Linked DNA regions of Cricetulus griseus: region 2 is linked to region 1. Evidence: chromatin contacts called from public Hi-C data. All regions are on one chromosome and are shown on one strand. The core of a region is the stretch at or near the end of the contact, and the rest is flanking DNA. Distances in the headings are between cores, read along the strand shown. Region 1 holds the start of Ube2e3 (ubiquitin-conjugating enzyme E2 E3). Region 2 has its middle 95 kb from the start of Cwc22.

The links. Hi-C and Micro-C count contacts between places; a contact is called where the count stands out from the background.
Region 2: a contact with region 1 is called in a Hi-C map of the CHO-K1 cell line, with 6 times the contacts expected there. The contact joins the enhancer-like site here to the promoter of Ube2e3 in region 1. A contact is called at or near these places in 2 of 8 Hi-C or Micro-C datasets (the CHO-K1 cell line and fibroblasts).

What each region holds. Positions count from the first base shown.
Region 1 is chr6:96,289,668-96,294,062 of CriGri-PICRH-1.0, forward strand. Ube2e3 (ubiquitin-conjugating enzyme E2 E3) reads right to left here and starts at 1,979. Exons shown (of 6, transcript XM_027420086.2): 1 at 1,843-1,979; 2 at 531-752. The coding sequence starts at 724.
Region 2 is chr6:97,039,969-97,044,363 of CriGri-PICRH-1.0, forward strand. No RefSeq gene overlaps it. Among named protein-coding and RNA genes, the nearest start is that of Cwc22, 95 kb to the right of the region's middle. Within about 2 kb of position 2,448, at least 2 of the 6 cell types and tissues checked have open chromatin away from gene starts, as enhancers often do. A contact at or near this core is called in the CHO-K1 cell line, where this site is marked.

The DNA.
Region 1 (4,395 bases), core at 729-3,228:
CAGTCACACTTGTGCTGCAAGATTTCAAGTCTTGTCCTACACACTGTGGACCAATTTAAGGCACTCGGTAAGACCTGCTTCCCAATATAGCCAAGCCTGGTATTTAACAATTTTCTAGTAAATATTGCCATTTCTGACCATTCAGTTTTATGGAGAGAGGCACTGCTGCTCTCTAGAATTGTCAGTTTCACTCAAGCATGACTCACAAGAGGAAACCTCTCCAACGTACCATCTAATTGGGGGTTCACCAAATTTTCCTTGCTACCCTCTTCATCTGTCAGGATCACCCTCAGCTCCATTTGAGACAGCTCCTCAAGTTACCACAGTACAGAACAAAGTAGCCTTGCTTTAAAGTCAATAGCTGTAGGAAGGCTGCTTATATACCACATACAGAATGACAGCTCATCCAAGTTCAAACACATTTGATGGAGAAGTATTTCTGAACTATTGCCACTGTTGTTAAACCAACAAAACCACCCTATGGGACAGAAGGCAACCTGACAATGTGAGTCCTGCCTTGGAGACATTACCTTTTAGCACTAGTGGATAACTTAGCAGTCGTTTTGCTAGAAAGTTTGGTGTTTTTCTTCTGCTGGGTGGCAGAAGGTTTTCTCTCTTCCTGTTCCTCTGGCTCTGGAGCTGCAGGGTCTCGCTGGTCAGCATCTGAACTGCCACTGCTGGTGCTGGGACTCTCATCATCCGACCTTTGCCTATCACTGGACATCTTGGTGAAGTTATCTCTGGGAAAACTTCTAAGGAGAGAAGGGACCGTCAAGAAATGTTAAATCTTAAAATAATAATAATAATAATAATAATAATAATAATAATAATAATAAACAGCAGCATGTTCTTCTCTCTATTAGTCTTTTATTGAAAAAGATTCGACTGCCCCCATACTTAAGGTATAGCAAGGTTACAGGGAGGCCGATGTGTCTTATAAGGCAGTCGCTGAGGGATTTACCAAACTCAAGTTAGAAAACCCACTCACATTTTTCCCCCATCCCTTAAGACAATCTATCAATTGTCTACTTTCTCAGAAGGCATGAAACAGATTTGCCAAGGAACTTGGGCAACGGGCATTAATAACATATGACAACTGTAAATAACAGATCTCTCGGAGAATGTTCAAAAGTCACTAATATCGTCTAAATATTTACAGGCTGACACCGGTCTGAGCTACCAAATCCTCCTTCCCAGAGGGAAACATACCCTGTTAGTCGCCCATATGCTTATTTACGGTGGCGGGTCCTCCCGTGCGCACCGAAAGCCTTTGAACACAGCACTCAAAATTAAAAAAAAAAAAAAAAAAAAAAAAAAAAAAAAATCAACTGGCAGCCGCCCCACCGCCTTCCCCACGGCCAGCGGCGAGGATTCACCCGGCCAAGCCGGAGCTGCCACCCGGGGAAGGGCAGGATCCGAACTGCACCTTCTGCAAAGCTCCCGGTGCCACCGACGTCCCCCGCTCAATTCCTCCCTCACCGACCGACATTTTGTCAAAAAAAAAAAAAAAAAATTCCGCAAAGCGGCCAAAAGCCCGAGGGCAAAACAAACAAACAAACAAAAGCCCTCCCCCACCCCCCACCCCCAGAAGTGCAACAAATTGGCGCGGCCCGCCCCGGGGCGAGCGCCGGGCCACGCAGCTCCGCGGTCCTTTGTGGGGAGGGCCGCGCAGGGGACCGCGCCACTGCGCCCGCCGCCCCGCCCGCCGGGGGATGCGGGACCCGCCGCCCGCGCCGCTGACTGACGAGCGCGGCTGACTGAGGAGCGCGGCGCCCGGCGCGAACAAAGCTGCCGCCCCCGCCCCCGCCGCCCCCCACGCGGGCCCCGGCCCCGCCGCCTTACCTCGGCCGCCGCCCCGGCCCGCTCGTGCGCCGCTACGCTGTGGGGGAGGGAGAGCGCCGAGGAGCCTTCCTTGAGGAAATGGAGGCAGCTGGGGGGGGAACGGGGGGGGCGGAAAAAAAGCCGCCGCCGAGGCTCCGGCCCGGGAGTGTGGAACATCGAAAGTCGCAGGCGGCCGTGCAGTGCCGCGCTGCGGCCGGAGGGTGGCGCCGCCCCGCGCTCCGGGAGCCACGGTGGGGTGGGCGCTCCGCCGGCCGAGGCAGGGACGCGGGAGCCCCCCGCGCGCTCAGCCTCCCGCCGCCCGGCTAGGCTCGGCTCGGCTCGGCTCCTCCCGGCCGCGCAGTCAGCAAGTTCCGAAGAGAGAGAGCGAGCGAGCGGAGGGAGGGGGGAGGGGCGGGCGCGGCGGCCGCGCGTGCTCGCCGCTCGCCTGGCGGACGGGGAGCGAGCTGCTCCTGCGCGCCCCCGCGCGCGCGTCCCCGCCGCGCCTCCTTTCCACCGACGGGGGTAGGGTTGGATGAGGAGGGGGGGTAAGATGCGCACGAGTCCGCCCGCGCGCGGCCGGGACAAAGAGCGCGACGGGGACCGGCGGGCTGGCCCCTGCGCCCTTGGCCGCCGAGCTTGTACTGGAAGAGAGGGAGGAGGCGGGGGCGCGGTCTCGCGGGGCCGCGGGTGGCTTCCGGCCTGGGCCCGCCTCCGGGGCAACGCTGCCCATTGGACAACCCGCCCCTGAGGCTAGTGGCCCCGGGGTTGCCAGGGGATCCCGTACCTGAGCAACCGCCCGGGCGCGTGGCTGAGGCTTCCCAGATGCCCCGAGAGGCACGAAATGAATGGTGTGATTGAGGAGGCCAAGCACTGGGGCAAAGGGAAGCCGCTGCTGGCCCCTCTGTGAGCTAAAGGAAGTGGCAAGGTGAAGAAGTCCAGGTCTCTGAGGGAGGTGGAGGGGATTTTGCGACCAGGGGACCAACCTGAGCTAATCTCTGGCACCCATCCTGCAGTGTCGATGCCAAAGGGGACTGCCCTCTGGACATTTTGAAAACTTAGAAATCCCAAACTATTTTTGAAATGTCCCGCTCAAGATGTAGTGAGTGAGGCGATTGGGGGGGGAGGGGGGTCTATAACCTGACATTTCTGGCAGCAGGCTCTGCCTTGCATGAGAAACACCAGTTCTGGATAGAGAAGCCCTGGGTGGATCTATGGCAGTGGCCTCATAAAAACTTTTAGGGAGGAATCATGAAGGTTGCGCTACTCTTGTGTTTCTTTTTGCAGAATCTTAAGTGGAGACCAGTTTTGCCCCAAGCACAAAGTAGACAGAAGTACAAAAACTTCCTGTTTGCAGCTCCTGAGAACGTGTTCCAGTGATGGAACCTCAAAGGAATTTGTGCATTCCTCTCCCACAAGTGTCCAGGGCAAAAGTGCTGGGAGAATGAGTTCACAGAAGAAGCAAGAATGGCAGAGCTCTGTGAGATGAGCCAGTGTTCAAGAGAAAGAAAAATAACTAAGTGAGCCAACACACTAGTTTTCCTCCATATAAAAAAGTTTGGGTAAAAGAGCTACTCAGAACTATAAGCCACACGTGTAACTTTCCCAAGACACACACTGGGCAAGCTTACACAGAGACTATAACCTGTCCCAGTTGGTATGTCCAAAGCCTAGTCTCCTTACTTCCTGCCAGGAGTTCCAGGTCTGTCAGAGGACTCCATTACTGAAGTTCACCTGGATGAGAGGAAGGGAACGGTTTCCCAGTTAGGACAAAGTCCAGTCTCCAGAGGGACTGTGATCTGTGTGTGCATCCACACACCAACATTTTGATTTGACTGAAAGGGTACAGGTGGGCAGGGCGACGCAGAAGACTCCCAACTTTACATGATGAGACAGTGGAGCAGCAGCCAGCCAGTTTGAAGTTTGGGCATGTTTGGGATGCAGCCCTGATTGTGTATAAAAGGTGAGTTTCTGAGGGAAATTCAAATACCCTAAAAATAGCCTGAGGGCCCAAAGGCTAATGGTTAACAAAAATTCCATGAATCTTTGGTGTTTGGATTCGTGGAGTCCCGATCAGAATATTTAGGAACTACCAGATGCTTAAGCAAGTGGGAATGCACTTGTAATCTTCAGTTTGTAGCTGGCAGAAAGAAAATAGAATGGAAAGTACAGCCGGGCAGTGGTGGCACACACCTTTAATCCCAGCACTGGGGAGGCAGAAGGAGTCAGATCTCTGTGAGTTCGAGACCAGCCTGGTCTACAAGAGCTAGTTCCAGGACAGCCTCCAAAGCCACAGAGAAACCCTGTCTCAAAAAAAAAAAAAAAAAAGAAGAAGAAGAAAAAGAAAGAATGGAAAGTACTATATTACAGGAGGGAGAAATGAGATTGGAGCATTATTAACTATCAATTAAAAAACATCAGTGGTTCAGAAGCAGCCTTTCTGTGGAGAGAGAATAACTATGCAAAGTAGAGAAGCATCCAAGTGTGTGACAACCTTTGTGTAATAAAATTTTGTTTAAAGTTAAAAGAAAACTAACAGTGGGGTCATTAATGCAGCTTGGAGGTGTGGCGATGGAT
Region 2 (4,395 bases), core at 1,198-3,697, 750 kb after region 1:
CTCTGCTCCACAGGGAGGGTGAGGCCCTCCATGGGGGAATCTGTAAAGTCCATCATATCATCCCAGGCAGGGCCTAGGCCCTCCCCCATGTGTCCAGACTGAGAGAGCATCCCTCCATGTGGAATGGGCTCCCAAAGTCCATTTGTGTGCCAGAGATATATACTGGTCTACTACCGAGGCCCCATAGATTGTCAAGGCCTCCTCACTGACATCCACATTCAGGAGATCTGGATCAGTCCCATGCTGGCTTCTCAGCCATCAGTCTGGAGTCCCTGAGGTTCCCTTTGTTCAGGTCAGCTGTTTCTGTGGATTTCACCAGCCCAGTCTTGACCCCATTGCTCATCATGTCTCCCTCTCTGCAGCAGGGTTCCAGTTCAGTTCAGTGTTTAGCTGTGGGTGTCTGCCTCTGCTTCCATCAACAACTGGATGAAGGCTCTAGGATGGCATATAAGGTAGTCATCAATCTCCTTATCGAGAAAGAGTATTTAAGGTAGCCTCTCCACTATTGCTTAGATTGCCAGTTGGTGTCATCCTTGTAGATCTCTGGAAATCTCCCTAGGGCCAGATTTATCTTTAAACCTATAATGTCTCCCTCTATTATGATATCTCTTATCTTGCTCTCCTCTATTCTTCCCCTGACTCAACCTTCCTGCTCCCCCATGTCCTCCTCTCCCCTCCTCTTCTCCCTTTTTCTTTCTCTCAGCTCCCTCTCGCCTACCCCCATGCTCCCAATTTGCTCAGGATATCCTGTGACACTACACTTCTTCAGGGTACCATACATGTCTCTCTTAAGGTCCTTCTGTTTTCCAGACTCTCTGGCAGTGGGATTGTAGGCTGGCAATCCCCTGCTCCACATCTAAAATCCATATATGAGTGAATACATACCATGTTTGTCTTTTTGTGATTGGGTTACCTCACTCAGGATGGTTTCTTCTAGTGCCTGCAAATTTCAAAATTCTATTGTTTTTTTTCTTCTGAGTAGTACTCCATTGTGTAAAAGTACCACATTTTCTCTATCCATTCTTCAGTTGAGGGGTATCTAGGTTGCTTCCAGGTTCTGGTGATCACAAATAAAGCTGCTATGAACATCGTTGAACATAGGTCCTTGTTGTATGAAGGTGCTTCTTTTGAGTATATGCCTAAGAGTGGAATTGCTGGATCTTGTGGTAGACTGATTCCCATTTTCCTGAAGAACCACCATACTGATTTCCAAAGTGGCTGCACAAGTTGGCACTCCCACCAGCATCCTCTCCAGCATAAACTGTCATTGGTGTTTTTGATTTTAGCCATTCTGACAGGTGTAAGATGGTATCTCAGAGTTGTTTTGATTTGCATTTCCCTGATGGCTAAGGATGTTGAGCACTTTCTTAAGTGTCTTTCAGTCATTTTAGATTCCTCTATTGAGAATTCTCTATTTAGCTCTGTACCCCACTTTTTAATTGAATTATTTGGTATTTTGGAGACTAGCTTCTTGAGTTCTTTGTAAATTTTGAAGATCAGCCCTCTGTTAGATGTGGAGTTGGTGAATATCTTTTCCTATTCTGTGGGCTGCCATTTTCTCTTGCTGACAGTGTCCTTTGCCTTACAGAAACTCCTCAGTTTCAGGAGGACCCATTTATTAATTTTCCACCTCAGTGTCTGTGCTATTGGCATTATATTCACAAATCGGTCTCCTGTACCAATTTGTTCAAGGGTATTTCCCACTTTCTCTTCTAAGAGGTTCAGTGTGGCTGGATTTATGTTAAGGTAACCCATTTTTATTAATCTAAGTATTTCCACATGGTCTTATCTTACCAGAGAATGCCCAGGCCTCTTGCTCCCTCAACAACTATAATGGCATCTCCCTGGCATCTCCTCTCTGCATCCTCTACCCAGAATTCTCCTCCTCTGGTAGCCCCACCTGTATACTGTATACTTCCTGCTTGCATACTGGCCAGTCAGTGTTTTATTCATCAACCAGTAAGAGAGACATATATACAGAAGAACATCTCCCATCAGCATTGCCATGCATTTAATTCCAATGAGTGTGGGAAACATGGTCACCACAGCTGTCTGCCACTGGAGTCACCTGGAAAGATTTAAATCCCATACTGATGCTCAGGAACTACATCTGCAGCAGTCTGGGCATCAGAAAATGCCAATACTCCCCAGGTGATTCCTGTGTGCAGCTCCATTGCTCATCAAAGAACAGAAGGCAGAATAATCCCAGATACCTGTTTGAACTGACTGACTGAGCCAGCTTCTCTAGGTGTTTAACTAGAATTCATTCACCTTTGTAGCATCCCCACATGCCATATCCAGTGAAATGGAAGCAGAAGTGGCTCACAGTCTTACATAGCAGTGTTCTGACCCATTTATCAGTAGGTTGTTCCCCTCTCTCTTCCCCTCTGTGCGCTCTGACTCATGCTGCAGTAGACAAAAAGACAAACAGCCTACTCAGTAAATGACTACCGCTGTTGGATTGCCTTTCTTTGACTACAGTGAACATAGATTGCCTTTCAGTAATGGAGGAACGGTTTAGGACCCAGGCTGCCATCTGGCTGCACTTCTGGGTATTTCAGTCTTCCTCCCAAAGAAATGTGAATGACTAATCACAGCTTCCTCCTCATTTACACACTAGACACAGGCTCAAGGAGTCCTCTGTAATGGAGGCTCTGTTCTGAGGTGACACCCAGAGCACAATGGCAGAGGCAGCCCTCTGCATGGAACAAGGAGGACACTCTGGCATTCAAATACTTCACCCACCTGTTCATCTTTGAAGTTGCTCTTTAAGAGCTTTCTAGCGGGATGTCAGTCCAGACAAAATAGGGGAGGTTTGGGACCAGGAAGGCTCTAAGACATGTTTAAGTTTTCTGCACCATCAGATCTTCCTAGAGGCTTGGTGAAAAGGCAAGTTGCAGTGTTCCAGCCCCAGAATTTCCAATTCACTAAATCTTGGGAGAAGCCTGGGAATGTGTGGTTCTAACAAATCTTAAGTGGCGCTTCTGGTCCACAACTGCACTTTAAAGCCACTGGATAAATTATCACTGATGAGGTAACTGGTAACGACTAGCAATCTAAGGCCATCAACCCACTCACTCAGCACAGGAGGCAAGACCGGGAAGAAAAGCCATACACTGGGATTCTCATTCAGCTCAAAAATACTGTCTGTGTGATCTCCCCTAGATATCCACAGAGAAGCATAAGGATATCAAAAATGACAGGTAAGAAGGGGCTAGTATCAGCAGTAGACAAAATGTCTCTTAGCTGTTTTGTTGAGAGTCCTCTGGGCACTCGTGGTAAACACTGGATAATCCTTACCATAAACACTACATCATCCCAATCCATTAGTTCAGCAGGAAGCAGACCTGCTTGACAAGCCAAAATAACATACGGAGATGGATTTCAAAATGAAGATTTTTTTATGGAGATAACACTACAACCAAAGATAAATTAAATTGTTTGCATTCTAACAGCACCATCTAGTGGGAATTTGAGGATTTTTGTTTTTTGTTTTGTTTTACATGGAACAGCCAAAAATGGAAGTGGTTCATAGTTTTGGTAATAAAGGGGCCCCTATTATTTGCTACTTTAGGTATAAGACTGGAGAGCAATAAACAAGGCCAGAATATTGTGGCTAGGTGGAAGAAATTCTTTCAGTCATCCCTAATATTTTCCATGAAATAGAGCAAAGTCTTCAGCTGAGGAGCATATGCAGAGGAATATTCACAAAGGCTTCTTACAAGTCATGGACTAAGAATGGCCAAAGCAGTGGAGTTTCATCATATCATAATGTATGGTGCTGGATGTATACACCACAGCTTCAAACACCCTAGTTCCAACTACTCAGTAATTACATGAAGATGACAGACCAAACTCACAGTCTTCATAAATGTAATAGTAATCAATGAACCATGCATGGTCATATATAGTTGAATCAATTGAATTCTGTATTCTCTACTTTAGATTCCAGAAAGAGAAAAATATAAAGGCGAAAGGAGAAATTCTAAGTCAATGTTCCTAGTTCTAAGAAGGGATTGGAAAGGTAGAAAATCGTGGATGAAAGAAATCTATTTCGCTGGCCCACAAATGGTATCCAGAATGCCATTCTAGATGATCTGATTGTTTAAGGGTAACCATCTGTTGTAGTTAATCTTGATTGTCAACTTGATGGGATTGAAAATCACCATGGAAACAAACTTCTGGGCATTTTCTGTGATGAGGGTTTCTACATTAAGTTAACAAGTAGGAAGACCCACCCTAAACATGGGCAGCACCATTACATGGGCTTGGGTGTTAAACTACATAAAAAGATGGCAAACTGAGCAATAGCACCCAGCCTCTCTGCGTGGTTACTGGATACAATGTGACCAGCTAATTCGTACTATGGACACCTAGACTTTCTGCCCTGATGGA